Regions from separate parts of the Zea mays genome. Here regions 1 and 2 are each linked to region 3. A link is a contact called in public Hi-C data. All regions are on one chromosome and are shown on one strand. The core of a region is the stretch at or near the end of the contact, and the rest is flanking DNA. Distances in the headings are between cores, read along the strand shown.

Region 1 (4,325 bases), core at 550-3,049, 360 kb before region 3:
ATCAATTATATTTTTTGTTTGATTTAAAAAATTTTATAGACTTAGCTTATTAGTCCCTCTCTTGGATCAATCCTGGATCCGCCACTGAGTGTGGGTTATCATCTTTTTGTTGTTTTTAAGCTGTATGTTGTTTAAGCAGAGGCTAGCTAGAAGACGTTTCAAGGGTGTGTATCACCTCCATGTAATGCACTTGAAAGTTGAAACTATCTATGAATATAATCTTCCTTCATACAAAAAAAGAATGAATGAATGAAGAACGCTATCCTTTAACTTGAAGCGCCTACAAAATTAAGAACGAGTTGGCGAACTTCGAAGCCTAGCTAGATCGACTACGATTCGTCTTGAGTCGGACGGAGTCGGTAGTAGAATCAACTTGAAACTCCCGGATCGGTTGCGCCCGTTCTCGGACTCGTCTCCGTATTCGCGCCATGCATCGCACGCTCCCCCCGCTACTACACCCTCCCTCCGGGCTCCGGCCGTCCCTGCCGGCGTCATCTCAGACGCCGCCGGCCGGCCCGCTGTGCCCGGTCACACACACGCTAGCTAGCTCCCCTAAGGCCTCAACAAAATAAGGGCTTGGTGGTCTGGAAGACATGAAATCACCCACCACCGGCTACCGAAAGCTTTCGACTTTCCACCTTTAATTTCAGTCGCCTGAAAGCACGAAGAATAGAGAGGTGAGGAGGTAAGGAACTCACACAGTAGCAGCCTAGCAGGTAGCCAATTGCAGATCGAGGAAGGACCTAGCGAGATGGGCAACGGCGGCAGAGCCGCATGCAGCTTCCACTCTCCGCTAGCTTCCACTCTCCTCCCCCAGCCAGCCCTCCGCTACCTTTTACCTCCGTTATGAAACAGGTCTACCTTATATTATCTTAGTAATTCAGATCTCTGTCAGCTCAGGACAAATTCAGATCTGATCAAAAATTAATGGAGGAAATGAGTTCATCATGCATGCATGGAAGGTCATATGAAAGGAAACATTATATTCAAAGGGGATATTGGAATTACAATCGACCCTAAGGAGAACTTTAATTATTTAGTTACCACTACATCTATCACACTTATCTCGTAATATACACAGAATCAAAGCACACATTCTCAAAATTAAACCACATGGTGAGCCCAGCATCAGCCCACGCCGGCACACTAGTAGAACTATTAGCACACTCAAACAGAAGGACCGTCGAGGGTTCGCTTCGCTACTAGCTAGCTGCAGGATCTAGCCAGCGGGCGAGCGGAACAATCCTCTGAGCTTTTCCTCCACGCGAGCCGCAGCGCGCCCGAGGCGGTCGGAGCCGCTGAGCGTGAGGAAGGCGAGCGCCGCGCCGACCGTGAACAGCCCGAATCCGAGCAGGACATGCTCCGGGTTGTCCGCGAGGTTGGCCACGGTCCCGTGGAGCACCACGGAGCCTCCGCAGGCGAAGAAGAAGGCCGAAGCCTGGACGCGCCGGTCCCTGGGCTGGAGCAGCTCCTGCAGGATGACGGCGACGCTTCTTTCCTCTAGGACCTGGGCTCCGGCTCCGGCTCCGGCGGCGGCGGCGGGTTCTTCCTCGTCGCGGATCGCAAGAGTCGGCACCGGCGTCGGCGTCGGCGACTCCGTGTCCGTGGCCATCGATCGATCTACCTCGGCGGCGGCGGGTTCGTCGTCGCGGATCGCAAGCGTGGTCTCCGTGTCCGGGGCCATCGATGGATCGATGTAGCTCGGCGGCGGGGTTGGGTTGTCTCGAGTCCTCTCCTCGATCGCCTCTGGTGGAGCGGTGGGATCTTTGGCTGCGGGGTCTAGGGTTTGGGCTCCTCCCGCACACAATCATTCACTGGCTGGTGTTCTCGGGTCGGGTGCCCTTTTGTATAGCCGGAGGCCCGGAGTCTGTCTGAGACGTTCGGTTTGGGTCTGGACGCCTGGCAGGGGATATGCTCCGGCCGCGCGTCGTGATTCGTGAAGCGGCTGCGGCTCGCGGCTCGCGGCACTGGCAGTAGACAGTAGGCAGTAGGCTTGGAGTCTTGGCTGGCACGGCATGTTCGCGGGCTTGGGCTTCCCTACAGTTGGCGCAATTTTTTTCATGGGCCTGAGATTATATGACGCGGGTCTCCACCTTCTTTTGTTTGAGTTTCGAAATGTTCACGGGCCGGGCTTTTCTAGGTGGGCGGCGGGTGCGCTGTTCCTTTCAGCTTCGAAAGCCTCTCCCTCCCATCTCTGTAGCCTCGTCACTTCCGCACCTATTTTTTCTCAAAAAAAAAAAAGAAAAAAAAAAGGAAGACGCAGCAGCGCTTCCGCACCTACCGTTGACGAACAAGCAGATCTGCATCTTGTGCCAGCATAGCATGCCAAGGCGAGATCTCTACGCTTCCCCTTCTTCATCCTCCCTCTTTGGTTTCCCTGATGAATGAACTACTATCTGTCTATCTATATGGATCCTACGGGACATCCATCCATCAGTCTACATATTTTCATCTATAGCCCGATGCCAAGCAGAATAAGCAGCACCGCGTGCACCACAGGGGCAGATATATAGACGGCATAGAATAGCGCTGGCATGTCATGCACCCAAGACGTACACACCAATTTGCATAGCTTTGGCAAACTGATGAAGGCCGGCGAAATAGAAGGTAGGTAGTAGCAAAGCGTGTAAAATAGCTAGTGGTGAAGTTTCCTAAGTTCCAGGTGATGAAAAAAAATCTCCCAGAAAAGAAAACCAATGCAAGAGAGGTATGGAAGAGAAAAAGACGACGCTGCAATCACACCTACGGTCTGAAAAGCAACGACGAGCAAAAAAAAACAAGAAGAAGAACGAGGCACGTACATGTGGCTGCCTGCCGAGCATGAGCAAGATTGATGACGGCGGAGGCCGCCGGCGGCTGCACGGCGGCAAGCATGGTAGCGCGACCCGGCCGCGCGCCGTGTTTAGTCTACTCTAGTCTCACCTGATGTGAGGGGAACGGATGCAGCTGCTAGCTACATAGTAAGTGGACGAATTGAAGCATGTTGGGTCGTCGTGGGCCAATTGGCCATAATGGACCATTGGAGCCAGTCGCGGTCAGTCGACAGCGAACGTGGCTGCCGCAGCTAGGAAACAAAAACAATTTATCATGCACCAATCATCTTGCAGATCTTGCGCTGCCGGGGAATACGACGAGAGGGTGCCAGGGTGGCCAAAATGGAGGGGGCCGGGCGGATCTGGTCGGCATGAATAGCAAAGATCTCTACGTTACCACGGATCACCAGATCCGCTCTCTTCCCTCCCGTCAGCAGTAGAGGCGCAAAAAGTTGTAGATGACCCGTATCCCTTCCCAGAAGCACACGAGGCACATGACGTAGGGTTGGGCCTATGACCTCTTTCTCTTCTCTGTAATATGAAGGGGTGTACAGATCCTTATATAGAGATTTGAGACCTCTCAGGGGCAAAGCCGGTATTTGCCCACATAATCCTAACTAGGGTTACTTAACACTACCCCTTGGGCGAATACCGCGATCAACACATGCCTCGTTAAAACTCCGAAAAACCCAGTGGGAAAAAATATGGAGAAAGAGTGCATGGTGATACAAATTGCATTTGCACTTTGTTGCCTCGTTAAAAACCTCATGTGAGAAACATCAAGAAAACTCACCAAGGGAAAAGAGTACAACAGCTGTCATCGGGACATATTTCGATCCTCTGGGATCTAGATTCTATCGAATCTTCTACAAGGGCTAACTTTTAGAAATGTGCTCCCCCTGATCCTTGCAAAACCGTATCAATAAAGCAAAACATCTTCTTATGGAAGTATATGCACATAAAGATTTAGCAAACGGATTGTATATCCTTGCAAGGACTATTTCAGGAACTTGACCTCTACTCACTTCTAGGATATACGAGGTAAGTGCACGTATCAATATAAATAAGCCACTTTGACGGATGGTGTTCTATCGACTGGGTCTATATGTTTGATAGAAAGTTCCATAAAGATTAACATATTGATCATCAAGCTCACGCCTTCAGGGCATAGAATATAACATTTATTGTCTCACGATTATGATCAATATAAGTATTTGCTCCCCCTGACGGTGACATCTGTCAAAGTCGTTATCCCTCATAACTCAAGCATATTCTTCAAGATATATGACTCATTGTTCATCTGAAATAATGAGAATGGATGAGGTTGGGGTGCTATCATTTTCTATCTTACACCATAATTTATACATAGTTGTGCAAAGCAAATAACATGTCCTTCAATAGGACTTAGGGGATAATATAGTTGCAATAGTACATATTCTAAATATGACACATCGCTCCAGGCGTTCATCCATTGCAACATCTATGATGGTGTAACAAAAGTCCATCAAAGAT
Region 2 (4,575 bases), core at 1,012-3,511, 320 kb after region 3:
TTTATGATTTACACAATTTTATTTAAAATGATATGACTGGATACAATGTTACATTATTTTATGAGTCATAAAATTATACAAATTATGTAATATAACTCTACATTTGTTTTGACTTTTGAGAGAGTATTTTAACTTTGGGAATGTATCTGGTGCAAACCAACCACTCCGTGCAACCGTGCAAACTTCTAATCTGGGCCACGTGATGTTTATCCAAGGGACACAGGGACGTGGATAATTTTACACTTAACCACCCGCTGCTAATCACACCTTTTGAAATCCCCCCTCCCACCCCCGCACGTGCCTTTGGATCAACATCATGTGGTTCAGATTAAAAGTTTGCACGGTTGCACAGAGGGGTTGGTTTGCACCAGATACGTTGCCTTTTACTTTTAATTTATCAAACTTGCGTAAACCTTAAAATGCACAGTAAACCAAATCTAAATACATTAGAGCAAATTTTCTGAAAACAAAATTCAGCAAACTAAACTAGGATTAAGCAATGTATGTTATTAGGGTCGGTCCTCCGGTAGGCTAGAATTAAGCAACGTGACAGACACAGGTGTACAACACCTTCCGTCCTTCCCACATCAATTTTAGTATTTGTCATCAAGCAGATTGTTGCACGACCTCGAAGAGATGATTGCCAGAAAATCAAAGAGACGCCACAAAAGAATGAGAATACAGATTTATCTGTGATGTATATGTATTTAGATACAAGATGGATAAGCGGGGCCCTACGGACCTTGGGGGCCCTGAGCGGTCGCATACCTGCACACCCTCAGGGCCGGCCCTGCCGGGAAGGAGAAATATAAAGAAATCAACAGATAGAAAGAACCAGTAGACAGAAGAAAAAATTACACGACCAACGAAAGAAAAACCGGTTGCAAATTCGTGACAGTAACGTAAAAAGAAATCGTCGAAACAAATCCAGATAAGCCTCACACGGCCACTGAGCTGGTTTAAACTCTAAAGCCAAGGCATTTAGGAACAAACAGAAACAAACCCGCAGTCCTGTGCAACTCCAACCGAAACTAAAACGGAAGAGGAAACAACGAATAGGAAAGAGCATTAATGAACAAGGCAGCAGCGAGAACGACGAGAAGCCGGCGCAGCAGAGAGCAGGCGTAGGAGTACCTTCCGGCGAGCCCGGCTGAGCCGGGAGGACGCTGGCGGACGACGACGACGACGACGAGAGCCTCATTTCCGCCCGCCGCTGCCGAAGACGCAACCAGGCCGCCGATCTGACGAGGGCGCGATATAGGAAGCGGAAGAGGAAGCAAAGATTCCTCCTTTTCAGGCCAAATCACAGCGCCTCCCCGAAACCCATTCGCTTTTTCGCAGCTCCCTCCTCCTCGCCAAGTCTCCCGCGAGAGGGCGGGGCAGGTAGCCTTCTCCCTCTGTTCTTTTTTTTTTCCCCCACCACCGCGCGCCGCTGCCGCTCCCGGAGATTACCACCACCGGCGCGGCGCCCAAGCAAGCGCAGGCGGCCAGGCGCAGTCTTTCCCTTCTATATTAGTCAGAGGAAGGAACACGAAATCTGTAGCATGTCACTTGCTTGGAACAGTCGGCTGCTAACGCCTCGGCCGCCGCCGCCGCCGCCGCCGCTGGGGCCCGACGATCCGAGGAGGCGCGGCGTCAGATCCCGCGGCCGCGTGGGCGGTTAGCACCGGCTGCCGCACTCCGGCAGATCCGCCCGGCGCAGGGGAGGGGCGCCTAGAGCATGCTCGCTCGCTCGCCGCCGCTTGGCTCCTAGCGGGCGCGGCTGCAGCTGCAGCTGCTCTGCTACTAGTACTACTACTACGCAGAGGGTGCAAGAGGGGCTAGCTGGAACTGGAACAGTTGCAGCCGCCTTGCACTCCCTCGGCTTGCCGCTCTGGTACGCTTTCGCTTGCTCGCTGCTTCCTCCCGCTGTGTCTCGCTCGCTAGTCGCTCCGGCTGGCCGCCGCTGCTGCTGCTGCTGCCCACAAGCTTGTTCTCGGGGTTCCAATCCAACCCAACCCAACCCCACGAGCGGTGCTCCTATTTTTTTCAGCTTTGCTCTTGATATGCGCTCACTTCTCCCTCTCTCTCTCTTCCCTTGCGTGATTTTTGTCAATTCTCTGTGCCCCTTGCTTCCTTCCCACTCAGCTCTGTGGCCCCCCGCCTGCACTCCTGCACTGCGAGCGACGTGCAATCGCACATGTACAGTGCTCCGCGTGCCGCACTCGGCATTCCCAAGTCCCAAAACCCCTCCTGTAGGAGTGGAATATGAACCCGGTGTCCCGGTAGGGAAGCACTTGTGGGAACTCTGTGTTACTACAGAGACAGTTGGGACGGGTACCGGTAGCGACTAGCGAGGCGAGAGTGAGGCTATTCGCAACCGTTACCCCTAAATTTTTCCCCCTATATCACTTTTTTCTCCTATTTCCCCCCTATTTTTTCATCTCCCGCAGCGGTTCCTTCTAAATACTCCCCCTATACCCCACTACCACTATAAAATATCATTTTCTATACCAACTATCAATTTTTTATCTACTAACAATTACTCGTGGATCCACAGCACAGTGTTTAGGGTGATGAACAGTGACACGCTATATCTAGGGGGAGAGAGAAGGGGACCGACACGTAGGGGGCGCTGTAGGGGACACCGCTGCGGCCATAGGGTGCCCCCTACGCGCCGCATGCAAGGGGAGGGGGATCGCTAGGGTGTACCGCTGCGCACATCCTGACGCACATGCAGCTGGGCTGGAGCGCGGGCTGCTGCAGTTTGCAGCGAGTTTTGACCACTCGTTCAACCAGTCGGGGCCGCCGCCCACCGGCGCATGCAGACGCAGTATATTGCCTGATTGGATGGCTGTATCCGGACGCACAGGCTCGGGTGACCCTAACTGACCTGATATGACAGTTTTCTACGTACGAGTGGATGCAATCAAATGACTATAAAATAACTTGTTTTGCATCCGCTCATGCAGCTTGCATCCCCCTTTGCAGGTAACCAAACAGGAGCTTAGACAGAGTCAATGTATATGGTGGTCCAAGACAAGATGATGCGGGTATTCTATAGACAGTCCTGCTACTCGCTCGCTCTACCCCTCCAGCACTTTTTGACTTGAATACAACCTGGACCTGTACGGTACCTCTACCTGTAGTGATTTTAAAATTTTGATTAGGGCTACACTACGTCAGTGGGTGGACCAACAGCTGAAGACTAGGGATGGATCCAATTTTTAGTCTTATTTCTTCGATTGTGAACAAATAACATATAAAATTTGATATATAAATTTATATTCTTATTTTTAGTATTGAGGCTATCAATCTTCACAAAAAGTAAATATTAAATTCGTTCTATATCTTTTAAATAATTGCTATAAAATATAAAATTTAGATGTCTATTCGAATACGAATTCGGATATCTTTTCACCTTTTTGTTGTAGAGTTGTACAAAATTTTATTTAAATACTTCGTAATATTTTTAATAATATTGTAATAAAATTAACTTTAAATTTTATGTATATCTATGTTAAAATATTAGATTTGTTATACAAGTCAGATGTTTTATAAACATCCCAGCTGGAGAGTGGAGACGAAGACGGAACCCACCACGCTTGTCGGTTGCATTGCTGACACGCGCGGCGATGGCTCTACCCGACAATCTTTGGTCTTTTCCTTTTAAAAAATAATATAATAACCTCTAATACGATCGATCGATGCTGGTAGTGCCTCATGCATGAGCTTCTTTCTCCTTGGGTCATGCTATTTCTAGCATGTGTTAGGAATCGTTGACCTGACAATATTTATATATATTGGAAATATATATAACCAGCATGGGGCAGGACGACACGACAGCAGAGTGGGCGTACTTAAAAGACAGCGGAAATTAATGGTCCTCCTACACGTTTCTTTTTTATATATACTAGATTAGACACCGTGTATGGTAAAATGGCTGGACGAAGATTAAATTCGACGGCAGAAATTCTCGTGCGCTAGCTGCTGCGTGCCGCTCGGGCGCTGACGACGGCATCCGCGGTCACACGCGCACTGGCTGCACGTACTGCCGGTGGGCAACGACGTGCATGCAACATATACATGTTTCGAAACGAACCAACTCGCCTAGCCCGGCCCAGTCTCGTAGCTTGCGCGTATGTAGCTTGCATGTACCGAGCCCTCTTTTAACTAGTACATTAAGCGCGCCATGCGCGCTTGTTTATAACTTCATAAGAAATTAAGTATAAATACAGAAAAATCTAAATCACAAAGTCACATATTCAACATTTGTATTTGCACAAACACAAATATCATTCGTCCACAATTTATAATGCTTATAAAGCACAATTTAAGAATGAAGAATTAATGGAATATATGTTATATTTAAATAATGTACAATTAATCAATGTGTTATAACTTGTAAGAACATTGTTTCCTTAGCTACATATATAGTAAACGTACATATATTTGTAGTACTCAAATTTTATTATGTTCAAGTTAGAACGTACATGTTACCCTTCAGTTTTCTAATACGATCTCCTGTATTAAACTCTGCTATCCTATACCCACAACAAATCTGAATATAGAACACTCAGGAACACATCGTAGAAT
Region 3 (4,093 bases), core at 108-2,607:
ACAGCCCTGTGCACGGGAACGAGACAAGCACGAGGTCCCGCGGCTGCCTGGTCAAGTCAAACAAACGGGGGCGTCAAATCAGCCGGACGATCTCGCCACCAGCTCGCCGCTCCACCCTTGCGGCGGCGGCGCTCTCCGCCCCAGCGACGACGACCTGGCGCTGGAGTCCTTCCTGTCCTTGAAGAAGCCGAACACGGGGCGCGGGCACACGGAGACGTTCAGCACCACGGGCGCCACGCGGACGCAGGCGGACGAGTAGGACCGGTCCACGGCGCGGAACCGCGGCTTGGGCGCCGCCGCGTGGAAGCTGCAGGGGGAGCTGGAGCTGCGTTCCAGTTCTAGCCCCTGGAACACAATCTTGCCCGACGAGTTCATGCGCGGGGAGTCCACGGACAGGCAGCGCGGTAGCGCCGGCGGAGACGGCCGGCGCCGCGCGCGGGCGGAGGAGGTGGAGTGGCGGTGGAGGGAGTGGGAGTGGGAGGAGCGGGCCAGGCGGAAGCGGGGCGGGTCGGCGGCGGCGGCGGCGGCGGCCGAGTCGAGCGAGAGGCGGGGCGCGTCGTCGTGGCCGGAGGAGGACGACGACGACGAGTGCGAGAAGCGGGAGGAGGACGCCAGCGACAGCGACAGCGACGCCTCCGAGTCGGAGCTGTCGCGGAGCAGCGGCGCCGACGCGAGGTCCGGCGCGCGCCCGGTGTTCCGATGGAGCAGGAGCTTGAGCGACCTCGCCGCCGCGGACCTGGCCGCGGGCGCGGGGGTCTTCGCCACCGCCGAGGCCTTGGCGGCGCACGGGCTCCGCGCGTCCGCAGCTCTCTTGAGCCCGAGCAGCTCGCGCCAGCGGCCGGAGCAGCTCGGCGCCTTGGGCGACAACACGTAGGGGTCGGCGCCGTCAGCCGCCGCGGCGCGGAGGGGCTTGATCGGCTCCGCGCTGCTGGGCGCCGGCGGCATTATCTCCTCCGGCCGCACCGGCGGGGGCGCGGCGGCGGCTGCGGCGGCCTCCGCCGGATCCGGCGAAGGCGCTGCCTTCCTTAGAGGCAGCAGCTTGCCGTCGGCGAACAGCTCGTCCGCGGGGAGCATGGTGGCGGAGCCGCCCAGGCTGAACTCGAAGTCGATGAAGTCCTTGGAGATCGCGGGCTCTGGCGTGGTCGTGGCCACGGGATCCGCGGCCACGTCGCGGCTGATGGACACGCGCGGGCTGAGCCACCTGTGCGGGTACGGCACCGGCGCGGCAGCGGGGAGGTTACTGGTGACGGCGGAGGCCATGGACCGCGGCGGCTACGCGCATCAAAGTGTGGGTGTGGGTGGGAGTGGCACTCTTGCTGGAGCTGCCGGTACTTGCGGTGGCTAAAATCCAGTGGCGGATGGTGGGCGGGGAGCAGCGGCGAGGGGAGCGATGAGAGAGAGGGTAACGGTGGTAAAGCCGCCTATATATAATAGGAATGGTAACGGAGGGCCGCCGGTTCGCGGAAGCAGATGTGGCGGCCTTTGAGCTGGGCGACGCGTGAAACGGCGCTCCGGCCTCCGGGAACAGCCGGCAGCAGCGGGGGGAGCTCGTCGGTTTCCGGGTTATATTTTTGTAACGGCACCGTCCACTGGCTAGTGGCTACAGCTACGTCCAGGGGAGAAACAGATGAGGTCCAGTGGTTTTCTGCTGCGTCTGCAGTAGTATGGTGGCTGATCCGAATACGAGTGGAGTGGAATCTCATGTGCTGGATTGGGTGATGGGTTGGATGTTGGAAACTGGCTGGGTTGCAAGAACAGAGGCTGCTATCAAACTTGATGCTGAGCTGGCTGGAGAGGTCCTAGTGGTGGATGAGCTATCAACTGACAAGAGAGGGTCCAGTAAGGGTATCGATGAGACAGACCATCAGGTCCAGGAACATCGACAAGGTAAGAGGGTCAAGGTTTTGAATTCAATTTTGTGAAAGAACTTCCAAAGCTAGGTGAGGCCAAACCTGGAGAGGAAAGCTCTAGGAAACATGAGGACGATATTTCAGAAGAAGAGGATTGGCTTGTTCGCTGCGGCTTTAATCCGACTGCGGCTGCGGCTTCTACAGTATTTTCTCTCTAAGGATTGCAGCTGCAACAGTATTTTGCAGCTGCAACAGTGCTCCCACATGGGCAGCCGAACGCGCTCGAAGAAGATGGGGACAACATACTCACTGAATGGGAAAGGACGAAGGAGATTGTCTTGAGGCCAGCATTATGGATACTAAAAGCTCTTCAGAGGAGTCTGATAAAGGTAAAGATTCATCTAGGAAGTGTGAGGAGGGCTCAGTTATGACAAATGCTGGTGGTGCTAGGTCTCGATTCCATACTGTCGTTACCCTAGGTCATGTTTCTTTTTTCGCCAATACATGTATGCTTTATTTTTGCACAATATAATCGGTAATTATGATTGTGGAGGATCATGCGACCTAGACTTAGTCGAGTCTTAGACTATCTCTAGCCGCTTACTCATTTCTATACATAGCCGGCTCTAGCTATAGGCAAGAAGGACGATCGCTTAGGGCCCCTCAATTCAAGAGGCCTACAAAATTATATATAGTATATACTAATGTATAGAGATAAAAACTTTTTTCATAGCATGATATTGTAAAAGGAATTTTTTGAAATTGTGATGGGTTTAAAAACCCTAAAAAACATGGGGTTTCTTGCCTTCGAATCCATCCGGCTAGGAGTCGCATGTCTGGCCCCCTCAACCCCCGGACGCGACCACTCCTCTTCACCCACTAGCTGACGCAGCGGCGCTACCCACCACACATCATTAAAGTTGAAATGGGAAGACAACGGGAGTGATCAGAGGAGAGAGAGAAACACGGCGAAGTCCCGATAACTTCTTTTTCGGTCCGGGGTATGTAAACATTGTTCATAGATGAAGAGAGTAATTTAAAAAAATTCCATTATACTCCCTCCATCCCAATTCATAATTCGTTTGATTTTTTTATCACATGTTTTACCAACTCGTCTTATTCAAAAAATGTGGTTTTGTGTATTACCAAATATATTTTACATAGGACTTAAATTTTTTTCACGATCCTTTGAATAAAACGAGTGTTCAAATTTAGGGTTGAAAAATTCAAATAAATTATATTTTGAAATGGAGCGAGTATAATCTTTACTAGTCGGTTGCCCGTGCGTTGCGACGGCTCACAACAATACCCACGTAAACTATCCACCAAAAAGATCTCAAGGTTTTTTATTGATTGTCTTCGCTCTCCACATAATATTTTTTTATTTGACTAACTGATGTTGTTGTTTACTCCATCGAATATGTATTGGTACAACACAACCAATTAAGGGAGCGATTAGAAGAGAGTTCACAACGACTGAATAAACGAACAGAGATTATAGAATGACATAATTCCACCATATAGAGACCAAATAAGAGAAAGTTTGTAAGTTCAAGTTTCTAAAATAAGTCACATGAACTCAAACTTATAAAAAAGATAGATTAAAATATGGAATAGTTGCTAAACTGGATGCGCTCCATACAAATTATTGTACTTCGTAGTAATTATAACATTAAAAATCAACAAGTAACATTTTATTTTACTGTTAGTGTGACAAATCATTGTTGCTCCATCCAATTCAGCAATCTCAAACACCATAGAGTCCATTGTGCCAATATGGTTTTAGAAACGACCTAATGCTTGCAAGAGCCAAGAACACAAGAGATGAGCACCATGTGGACTGTGGTAGTGCCCGCATGGATCTCCAAATCCTAACACGTATTTTACAGGATCCATGAGCCATCATCAGAAGAACGCAAACCATGTGCAGACAATAAATAAAATATTAACACACCCAAATTATGTTCAGTCTTTAGCACAACAAAAAAACTAACCCTACATTTGGTGAACAGAGTAACTTTATTTGGTATACCAAAGTATCGTTATGTTGCAACTCCAACCGTTCGTGATGGAAAGCATAAACCTTGACAAGGTAATGACTAATGAGTTATGCAAATGAGTAATGACATATTCCCTCAATTTTGTGGTGATCGTGGGTTCCAACAATGTGCAATGCAACTGCATCTTCTTCTGAAACAAAGGGAAAAGTCTGCATACCAACACAGGCTCAGAGCATGGTGAGT

Evidence for each region. Hi-C and Micro-C count contacts between places; a contact is called where the count stands out from the background.
Region 1: a Hi-C map of bundle sheath shows a contact between it and region 3, with 2.6 times the contacts expected there. The contact joins the promoter of LOC100278674 here to the promoter of LOC100304367 in region 3. A contact is called at or near these places in 2 of 25 Hi-C or Micro-C datasets (bundle sheath and leaf).
Region 2: a Hi-C map of leaf shows a contact between it and region 3, with 6 times the contacts expected there. The contact joins the promoter of LOC103629639 here to the promoter of LOC100304367 in region 3. A contact is called at or near these places in 4 of 25 Hi-C or Micro-C datasets (bundle sheath, endosperm, leaf and 1 more).

Annotation. Positions count from the first base shown.
Region 1 is chr6:101,683,897-101,688,221 of Zm-B73-REFERENCE-NAM-5.0, reverse strand. LOC100278674 reads right to left here and starts at 1,799. Exons shown (of 1, transcript NM_001175072.1): 1 at 970-1,799. The coding sequence starts at 1,684. The coding sequence ends at 1,220. It overlaps LOC103629645, which reads right to left and starts at 2,995. Exons shown (of 3, transcript XM_035960031.1): 1 at 2,802-2,995. The coding sequence starts at 2,822.
Region 2 is chr6:101,002,707-101,007,281 of Zm-B73-REFERENCE-NAM-5.0, reverse strand. LOC103629639 (auxin response factor 17) reads right to left here and starts at 2,261. Exons shown (of 14, transcript XM_020539323.1): 1 at 1,135-2,261. The coding sequence starts at 1,201. It also overlaps the pseudogene LOC103631229.
Region 3 is chr6:101,322,968-101,327,060 of Zm-B73-REFERENCE-NAM-5.0, reverse strand. It overlaps LOC100304367, which reads right to left and starts at 1,357. Exons shown (of 1, transcript NM_001165805.1): 1 at 1-1,357. The coding sequence starts at 1,260. The coding sequence ends at 79. It also overlaps the pseudogene LOC110175867.